Linked DNA regions of Mus musculus: all the other regions are linked to region 1. Evidence: chromatin contacts called from public Hi-C data. All regions are on one chromosome and are shown on one strand. Each heading gives the region's core, a stretch centred on a gene start, on an enhancer-like site or on the middle of the called end of the contact. The rest is flanking DNA. Distances are from core to core; before and after follow the strand shown. Region 1 holds the start of Ctsb (cathepsin B). Region 2 overlaps Blk (B lymphoid kinase). Region 3 has its middle 37 kb from the start of Gm36165.

Region 1 (3,174 bases), core at 349-2,848:
CGTAGCCTAGAATGCTGAGCCAGCACCTCCAGGGAACAGTTTCAACCTGGAGCCAAGAGCGCCAACCCTCCACTGCCTGACTAGTCTGAAAACATTTAGGCCAACGTCAAGGGGAATGCTGGAAATCTCTGCTGGCACCTGGGCTGGTGAAGCACAGGCGTGGGCCCGGCTCGCCCCACCCCACTAGCAGTCCCGTAGGCCTGGGTCACGTGGCTTTAAAGGAGCAGAGGTCATTTTCCTCCACCTTCTTTTAAGCATGAGTTTTTTTTTTTTTTAAGGAAGGAAGGAGGGATTAAGAAATGAAACCGTTTCCCTCTGTAGTCCCACTGTTGTGGAATCCATTACATAGCCCAGGCTGGTTTCCAATGCACAGCGATTCTCCTGCCTCAGCCTTCCAAGTGCCGTGATTGCCTTGCTCTGGTATGGCTCTGGGGACTCTGGAGTTTTAGGTCACCATGGCCAGAGCCTATGGGAAACAACTGTCCCCTGAACGGCTTCGAACAAAGATGACACCTTCACCAACATTTTGCAAATGCTACTCTGAATCCGGGGACTGCAGACCATACCTCCACAGCAGTCCCTCACAGGAAGCACCTGGAGATCAGTCTTCCCGAGACACTAAAAGGAGTTAAACTTCCCTTTCAATCCCACAATTTATCTCCCTTCCCAAACACGTGAGGGGATCTGGTTAGGTGGAGGTAAGGTGCGGATGGGTTTTAGTCCTTTACTCTTGGGCCCTAGGGGACCAAGTCCAATTTACCTATCTCTTGGTCCGCACGCCCAGCACTCTGGGAGAGGATGCTATCTCTCCCGGCTAGCAGGGCCCTGACTGAAGGAGGCTGTCCTGCAAGTACCTTTCCTCCATCACATTGGCCATTCCCCTCCAGAGAAAGGTTCTGGGAGAGCCCCTATCCTTTAGCTCTGCTTCTCTTCCTGTTTCTCGGTTTAACTCTTCGTGCAGGTTCCACCCCAGCCACCCACTACCAGGTTCCCATTCTCAATAGAACAGGTCTTTTAGGGTGCCAGGCACTGCGTGGGTTTGTGTGTGGAAAAGTTCCCGGGGCAGATTCTTTAGAATAAGCCACAAACCTGCACTAGATGCAGGTCGATACTCGCCCTGAGCACCCCTGAGACTTGCAATCTGCGAGCTGGAAGGGCCAGAGCTGAACCCTTCCCTTTAAGCTCCTCCCTCGGAGCTCCCCGAAGTCCCCACCTCCGCCCTTGAAGTGCGCCAAGGCCACTGGAAAGAAGCCGATCACCGCGGGGTCACCAGGCTCGGCCCTAAAGCGTGAAAGCTGGAGCTCTGCCGGTCTAGCCTGCGGGAGCCTAAGACCGCGATCCGCCAGGGCGAGCAGCATCTAGGGCCGCGGAGGAACCGCGCCTGCGCCCTGGGCAAGTGAAGGGCCTGTCTCCACCACCGCTGCTCAGCCCGCTCCCCCGACCCCAGCCAAAGTGACTTCCGCCATGGAGCCACTGTGCCCCGGGCAAACTCACCGAGCGCAGCGCGACAGCCTGGGCCTGCAGCCACCAAGCCAAACGGAGCCGCTCCTGGCCTCTCCCGTGCACTCCTAAGTACCCGCGCAGCTCCGCCCTCCGCTGGGGGCTGATTCGTCACGTGATGCTTGACCGCGCCCCCGCCCCTGCCGGCCCCTCCCCCTTCATCCCGGGACTCTGCAAGCTGTGTTAAACCCAAAAGAAACTGGTGGTTTGTCTGCTCTCTTTCCATTTCGCACAGAGATGCTCTCCAGGGACCTCTGCAGGTACCCTGCACTGGGAAGATACAACATCTTCGTGACATGCATTCCTCGGGAAGGCCCCGCTGGCTCGGGGACCTGGAAATGTCTGGAGGAGCCTCCTGGCCTTATATTCTGAAGCTCAGACTATAATGGCGTAGAAATACTCAAACCAAGGGAAGCAACCAAAAACTAGAACTGGGCTGGGATTGTAGCCCAGAAGTAGAGCTCTTACTTACCAAGCCCAAGGCCCTGGGTTCGATCCCTAGTTTAAAAAGAAAGAGAGAAACCAAAACCCCATGAATTTTGTCCAAGGCATGTTATGAAATTCAGAACTCCTGCCAGGCCATATGAACCTCCCCCCATCTTGTGTGGTAAGCTAGCCAGTGAGAAGCTGGCTGACCTAGTTGATCTGACAGGTCATAGCATACCCCCACCCCCACCCCAGGGTCGAGCACCCTCAGATCTCTCCAATCCTTAGGTCTATCCTGTAATATAGGAATGGCCTCATGTCAGCATGGTATCTTGTAGCCAGGCTTGTGACGATAAGAAAGGTTTGGATCTAGTGGATTCCAAGGTTCTATTGGTAGGCTCCCAGTTAAGGACAGGAGTGGAAGTGTAGTTACTGAACCCCAGTTAAGTGGAATACAGGAAGAACTCAGAAAACTTGCGGAAAGGCAGGTCCATGGCCATCTGTCCAAGGCCAGCTGTCCCAGCTGCTGACAACAGGTAGAAACTGGCTGCTTATTTTAGGGTAAAAAGTCCAAACAAAAATGAGCAGCCTTTCTTGGCTAAAAGCCCAAAATGTCCTCTGACATGCCCAGAGCCTGGCCCTTGGCAGGAGCTAGAGATGTTTAAGTGTCTAAGCCAAAAGTGTCTCTGGCTGCCAGGAAGGGGGTCTTCAAGTCTTTTCCACAAAGGAGTGACCTTTCCTGGAAGCCATACTGAGGCTGTGACCCAAACTGAAATGACTTCAACACCTGGAATGAAAACTGGACTGACCAGCTAGCTCAACCTTCTTCCTGCCTCCATCCCACTAAAGGCTACAGTCCTATTAACCCCCAGGCTTTGGGGGGCTCCAGGATGGGATCCGACTCCCTCCAGGGACCCCACGGGCTGCTCAAGACCTTTGCCTTCTTTCTCTCCCTTCAGCTCCCTACAGTCCTTCCCACCTTCCTAAAACTCACCTTCTGTGGTCCATGAATTTCCTTCCTCAAAACTGAGAGACAAGAACCCAGAAGTACCTGGCTTGGGCTGACTTCAGTGGTGCTGAAAAAGGCTTCATTTTAAAATGTTAGAATATTCCCATATCACTGCCTGCTCACCCCAGCCTGTCCAGACAGCTGCAGAGTCCAGCCTGCACATCAGTGTTTCATAGATCATCTTCCCCCTGGACACATAGACCGTAGTAAATCCTTCCTTTATAGCGCCTCAGATGAGC
Region 2 (3,174 bases), core at 416-2,915, 260 kb before region 1:
TCCCAGTGACGGGAACTTTTGCAAACCTGTGAACATTTCACAGTGGGGGTTGATAAGGCGAATGGGCCTGGGCGGCCTCTGCAGTGCCTCCACAGGGAGCAGTTGGCCAGGCACCAGACCTGGCTCCGACCTAAGGGACCTCACCCTCCATGGCCCTGACATCACCTTTCCTCCTGTAGGTCCTCAATGTTACCATGCTAATTGTAATAGTTGTTACCAAGAGGGGCGGCATCACCGGCTATGCTGGTAACCTGCCTCCTGGCTGCAGTTTTCAAGAGCACCTCCCAGGCCGTGAGCTCTGTGGAAGAGCCACTTTCATTACTTGCCCCAGCTCTCTCTTCTGGTGTTTTCTTGTTAATGTTTGGTGGGGAGGGTGGGAGAGGGAGTCTGTCTAGGAGGGGAGTAGACTAAGGAAGACACCTGGGAACGTCATGCTGGAAAAGAACACTAGCCTTAGGCCCAGAGCTGGTCTATCCCAGCTCTGCTGACTCAGGAGACCCCAGATGTGCCCCTGAATTTATCTGAGAACTAACTTTTAAAAGTCTGGGAGCTAGTGTTTCCCTGAAGCCTGAGGCACCTCAGCTGTAGGCAGATCACCACCCCTACCTCCTCACATAGACACAGACCACGCAATCAGAGCCAGGCTCCATCCAGTCACTTTGCAGTTGCTGTCTTTCTTCTCCTAGGATGCTTGCTGGATTTTCTGAAGACCGATGAAGGTAGCAGGTTGTCCCTTCCAAGGCTGATTGACATGTCAGCCCAGGTTGGTGAGCTCTGAAGCAGAGCGGGAGCCTGAAGGGGGGGGGCGCCCCACTCTGTGCTTTGTGACTGTACTGAATTCCCTGGTAGGAGGCTGTGCTCAACTGTGAAGGGCAGAAAGCCTGAAGTAGCGACCTCTAAATATATAAACCCCTAGAGAACAGATGAGAGACTTTACTCACTGATGTCCTCTGCCCTGATAGCATGGTAGATGCTGAAGCTTCATCACCCACCCTTGACCCTTAGCCAGCAAGATGATGGTGATAAAAATCCCACCTCCTTTCCTCTAGAGACACATCCCTCCCACTCACCTCAATGAGAGGCTCCCTTGGCTGCAAGGGAGTCTGGGAAATGTAGTTCCAATTCTGGGCCGCCATGATGGAGTAGGGTAGTTCTATTTATTAGGAAGGTAGAGATGGCAGTGGATGTTGGAAAGCTGGAGAATAGGAAAGAATTCTGTTTTGAATGTAGGCAGGTATGCTTTGCTCTGACTTCCTTCTCCAATGCTCTCATCCTGTCCTAAGACCCCCTAAATCTTGGTATTGGCCTGGAACTGACCTCAGCCTGATGAGGCATGAGCCACACAGAATACAAGGCACAAAACTTTCTAGGACCACCTTCTACACACACACACACACACACACACACACACACACACACACACACACACACACACACATCACTGTCCTGGATTATTGGCCTTTGGTTCCCTCTGAATCCATCCATGTGTAGACCTCCCCAGCCTCTGCTAGAAGAGTGCAGAATTGAGATTGGGCAGTATCTTTATCCCCGGGGGGATTTTAGCTGAGGGTTCTAACTGGCAGGAAGACACATCTGGGGGCCCTGAGTATGACTGTTGAAACTGGAACTCTCAGCAAGAAAGCTGTGGTCTGTGGCCAGCCTGCGAGACACACTGTCAACACACAGAGAGCTATAAAGGGGAGCCTTCCCACCCACACTTTAACCCACTTGCCCACTTTAACTTCCGACCCTGTCCCACATTATCTGCAGCTGCTATCAGCCCAGGAACTGAGGTCACAGTGTCTTTTTCCACTGGGGTAGCAGAGATCTGTTGATGCAGCTGTTAGGATGGACACAGAAACTTAACCCTGGCGACTGGCTTTGAGTCAGGCATTGGATGGACAGAAGCTGGTCCGCCTCTGCAGCCACAAGAATGGTGGTCCTATACAGTGCAGACTGCCTTGGATTCTTCCTGTCTGCACATTTCCAACCAGAGTCCCAGGACCAGCCCTTGTCGGAGGCCACGTCTACCAAGACTTTTCTGGACAAGAGGGAGGGGTTGTTGGCTCTGCTCTTGAGCAGTTTGCTGCTCATCAATGGATGAACAAGCCTCATTAATGTCTTTGGGTACAAAGCACCAGGGAGAAGATCTAGAGAGAGTCCTGGCTCCCCTTTGGCTTTGTAGCATCTTTTCTACAGACGCAGATTCGCGTCTTCTATGTTTGTGTAGGTTTTGTTTTTTTTTCCCTAAAGCTGATTCGTACGTGTTAGCTAACAGTGTGAGCATTGCCAGGGCTCCCTAGATAGAAGCTGTTTAGTTAGCCCTGGCTTTCCAACCCGCAGAGTCCCACACTAGCAAATGCATATTGACTGAGTGGTTTCGCAAGGGGATAAATGAGGAGACTCATGCATAAAGCAGGGCCCTGTGGAAACAGATGCAGGACTGGGGCCTGGTGTGCAGCTCAATAGGAGAGAAGTTGATAGTATATGTACCTAAGTTCCTGGGCAAGTAGGATCCATCTAGAAGCTGGCATCCTGCAAGAGCAAGTGAGAGCTGAAGTCACCTTTTCCATCCATCAGTGAGTGACTGAAGACTTAATGGCCTGGTACAGGTGCTTGGGACAGACAAGGCTCCTCTTCAGTGAGAGTCTGCTCCTCTGGAGCACCTGGGGCAGGGGCAGGGGCAGGGGCAGGGGCAGGGGCAGGGGCAGGGCCTCAGCTACAGTCACCTTATTCAACACTGACCCTAACCTTGGGTCCCAGAGATGGCTTCTCGTGCTCTGGGTAATAACTATGACCTCTCAGGGAAGTGACCCAGCCCATTGGACATTGGTGATTCCAAGGCATGGTTGGCTCCTCTGAGAGAAGTGTCCACTGAGGGAGTAGCCCTGCCCTTCCGTGCTATGCCCTGTTCGTCCTTTCTCCTCCCTGTCTCATTAGAGGCTATCTACAACCCCAGCCTTCTTTGCTATTCCCAGTCCACAGAACCTTGGAGACAATTGTCTGAAAAAGGGGGACAGGCCTGGGGATGTCAGCCTAGCTTCTCTGCTGCCCTGAGTCTGGGTTGGTCTCATGGGAAGGGGTGGATACCTTCTCTCTCCCCTGGGCAGGGCATGTGAAGCTGGCCTTATGAGCTGGTAGGCTCCATCCTTGCTGCCCTTCACCATGTGACCT
Region 3 (3,174 bases), core at 220-2,719, 200 kb before region 1:
GAAAGCCTGGCCAGCTCTCAACTCTACCCCCTGCCTCCTGCCTGGTGGCCGCAGGGTCAACTCTAGCGCCTGCCTCCTCCTCCACAAGTCACCAAGGCCTTCTGAACCCTGGCCAAGACATTAGATGTCCCTGAACCCTCTCTCCACCTGTATGGTGACGCCCACCCTTGCCCAAGTCAAGGAGTCACACAGCTTTGTACATTCTTTTCCCTAAGTCTGAAGTGCTTTGAGGATGTGACTCCCATCTGAGTAAACTTCTCCACCAGATGTGTTCCTTCCCCAAGCCCAGCACCCTACCCGTGGCCAACTAATGTCTTCCCGTTATCTTCCTTCACTACCTCATCAACTATGTGGCCAGCCACACAGCAGTCCTTAGCTCTCAGCCAGTCTCTCCATGAGTATTTACTAAATGTAGGGTGCCAGCTTTTAAAGTTAGAGTTGGAGAAGCAGCTCATCAGTTAAGGGTACTTGCTCCACCACCTTGCGAACTGGGGTTTAGATCTCCTGGCAACCATACAGCAAGATAAGTGGTCCCAGAGATGTCTATAAGCCCATCTCTGATGGGAGCTGAAACAGGAAGATCTCTGGGGCTTACAGAATTTCAGCCTTAGCAAGAAAAATGTAAGCCCTGGATTCAAAGAGAGACCCAGACACAAAGGAATACGCAGAGGTAGAAGGGAATACCTGACATCATGTTCTGGAGTTTGTATGCAGGTACACACACACACACACACTCACACACACACATTCACAGATGTGTGCATACACAAGTAAATAAACACATATTTTTAAAGAATAAACACTGTCATGTGGGAAAAGATTTTCAGTCCTGACCTGGGTGGCTCAATAGTTAAGGAAGCAACAGAGACAGGAACCAGGAGAGTGTCAAGTCCCCCCTATCACCTTCCTCTCTCAACAGGATACCCAAAGGGGGCTGCAGAGGGGATCATTTGATGATCGCACCTCTGGATTTCTAGCTCCAAACTTTGAGAATTAGTTCACACACACACAAACACAGCATGTGTGTTTTAGTCAGAGCCACCAGCCCTGGACCTCATATTACTGAGCTGGGCTGAGTTACATTAAGTCCTAAGAAACCAATGGCCATTTTATAAAGACCTGCTTTGCTTTTCTTGGAAGGCTAAATGGGGGGAGTTTGGCCAGCAGCCAGCAGGTCTTCAGGGAGAGCCAGGCTCTTCTCTACCTTGACTCTGCAAGGTCAGCACTCTGCTCGCAGCCTCCTCCTAGCAGGGCCCTGCTTCCCACCAAAGGACACAGGCCCAGAGGCTGAGAGCTGAGTGCGGGGATGGGGTCTTGGCATCAGAGCCAGCCCAGGTGCAGTGGGGAGGAGAGGTGACCTCAGCAGCCAGCACAGCTCCTTGGCCCCGGTGGGCCATCCTCCCTGACAACAAGGTCACTGTTATCTGCTTCGCGAGCATGCTCACAGGGCCTGGACACCCTCCAAATATGTGCAGGGAGTTTTAGCCTAACCCAAAACTAAAAGGCCTCCTACGCCTAACATTTTCCGAATGCTATAGACTCTAAGCAAGGACAAGAAGAATAAAGGCACTTTGGAGGTACTTCTACAGCCACCACTGTGGCTGTGACCTCGGAGCGTGTGTACATGCATGCCAATGTGTGTGTGACAGTGTCTGAGTGAGTCAGCACGTGCATGTGTCATACATGTGTGTGTGTGTATATATATGTGTGTGTGCCTCGATGTGTCTGTGAACATGTGGCAATGTCTGTATGCATATGTCACTATATCTGTTGGTCTGTGTGCCAGTGAGTCAGTCTGTGTATGTGTGTATCTGTGTCCATGTGTTGGGAAGGATGTAACGAACCTAAGTTCATAGTTGTGAGAATGAGGACATGTGCCTATAATTGCTGTACTTGGGAGGAGGATGAAGGAGGAGCAGACATTCAAGGACATTTAGTTTCAAAGCAAGCTCAAGGTCAGCCTGGGATACAGGAGACTCTATCAGTTTAATTAAACTACAAATGTGAAAGCCTGGCATAGTGGCCCACTCCTATCCTCCCAGCACTCAGGGGTCTGAGGATCCAACAGCCTGCGTCTAGAACCAGCCCAGAGGCTTCAAGTCCCACGTGAAGACTTCTTTCCATTGGTCCTCCATCTTAGTCAGAATCTGGGGTGGGTGTTTTTTGGTTTTGTTTTGCTCTTTTTTAGATTATAATTATATCGTTTTCCCTCTTCCCTTTCCTTGATCCAAACCCTCCTTTCTCCCTTTCAAATCCGTGTCCTCTTTTTTCATTAATAGTTGTTACATGCATATGTGTATATACATGTATATTCCTAAATGTAGCCTGCTCTGTCTGTATAATGTTAGCACATCTGTGCGTGTGTGCAGGGCTCACCATTTGGTATTGGATAACCAATTGGTGTTCTCTTCCCTGGGGAAGACTGTTTCTCTCACTCTGCCTGTAGTTCTTTGTGTAGGGTTGAAGCCCCTACGTGTTTTCCTCAACCCACATTGGCCTGTCTACTGTTGTCCTTGTTCAGTTGCTGCTCAGGCAGTCATGCTACTGAGACTTTATGGGTGTAGATTTTGACATTACTAGGAGACCCAGTTTCTGCAAACTCCCTGATTTGTCTCTTAACAAACTTCCCACACACACACACACCCCTTTATCCAATGTTCCCTGAACCTTAGGTGTGGGAGTTGTTTTGTAACTGTATCCTTGGGCTCCATTGTGGTTTTATTTCTTTTTTTACTTGACTATTTTTACTTACTTTTTTGATATTTTGAGAAAGGGTTTCTTTCTCTGGCTGTCCTGGAACTCACTCAGTCTATAGGTCAGGCTGGCCTCAAACTCACAGATCTGCTTGCCTTTGCTAGGACTAAAGGTGCGTGTTACCACACCCGGCTCTTGGTTATGGGTTTCTGAGTGTAGCGGCTTATGCTTGTCATCCTAGCACTGAGGAGGATGAAGTAGAAGAGGAGGAGTTTAAGGTTCTACAGTGAGACCCTAGGTCAACAAATAAAAACAAACTACAACAATACAAAAAATATCCAACCCCAAAATGTCTACTCAGAAATACCTCAGTTGGGTGGGAGAGAAAATTGGGCAGTAAAAAACATAGTGATCTGGATCAATATTATTGGGGTGTCATGTCTTTTGCTGATAGAGAGAGAGAGATTCCAAAGTGCTGAG

What was found. A called contact is a pair of places that touch in the nucleus more often than the background predicts.
Region 2: a Hi-C map of the MNK3 cell line shows a contact between it and region 1, with 4 times the contacts expected there. The contact joins the enhancer-like site here to the promoter of Ctsb in region 1. A contact is called at or near these places in 6 of 39 promoter capture datasets (the C10 cell line, embryonic stem cells, hippocampal neurons and 2 more), 4 of 484 Hi-C or Micro-C datasets (the MNK3 cell line, embryonic stem cells, extraembryonic endoderm stem cells and 1 more), 9 of 115 datasets of contacts at active chromatin or transcription factors (T-cell acute lymphoblastic leukemia, bone marrow-derived dendritic cells, craniofacial prominence and 5 more) and 4 of 9 other capture datasets (embryonic stem cells, embryonic trunk, liver and 1 more).
Region 3: a contact with region 1 is called in a Hi-C map of Sertoli cells, with 1.5 times the contacts expected there. The contact joins the enhancer-like site here to the promoter of Ctsb in region 1. A contact is called at or near these places in 2 of 484 Hi-C or Micro-C datasets (Sertoli cells and nephron progenitors), 1 of 115 datasets of contacts at active chromatin or transcription factors (extraembryonic endoderm stem cells) and 1 of 9 other capture datasets (pancreatic islet).

What each region holds. Positions count from the first base shown.
Region 1 is chr14:63,120,886-63,124,059 of GRCm38.p6, reverse strand. It overlaps Ctsb (cathepsin B), which reads right to left and starts at 1,598. Exons shown (of 10, transcript NM_007798.3): 1 at 1,495-1,598.
Region 2 is chr14:63,376,057-63,379,230 of GRCm38.p6, reverse strand. It overlaps Blk (B lymphoid kinase), which reads left to right. Exons shown (of 13, transcript NM_007549.2): 10 at 687-763. Among named protein-coding and RNA genes, the nearest start is that of Gm46458, 6.5 kb to the right of the region's middle. Within about 2 kb of position 1,665, at least 40 of the 459 cell types and tissues checked have an H3K27ac peak or open chromatin away from gene starts, as enhancers often do. A contact at or near this core is called in the MNK3 cell line and pro-B cells, where this site is marked.
Region 3 is chr14:63,320,391-63,323,564 of GRCm38.p6, reverse strand. It overlaps Gm4151. Among named protein-coding and RNA genes, the nearest start is that of Gm36165, 37 kb to the left of the region's middle. Within about 2 kb of position 1,469, at least 12 of the 459 cell types and tissues checked have an H3K27ac peak or open chromatin away from gene starts, as enhancers often do. A contact at or near this core is called in Sertoli cells, where this site is marked.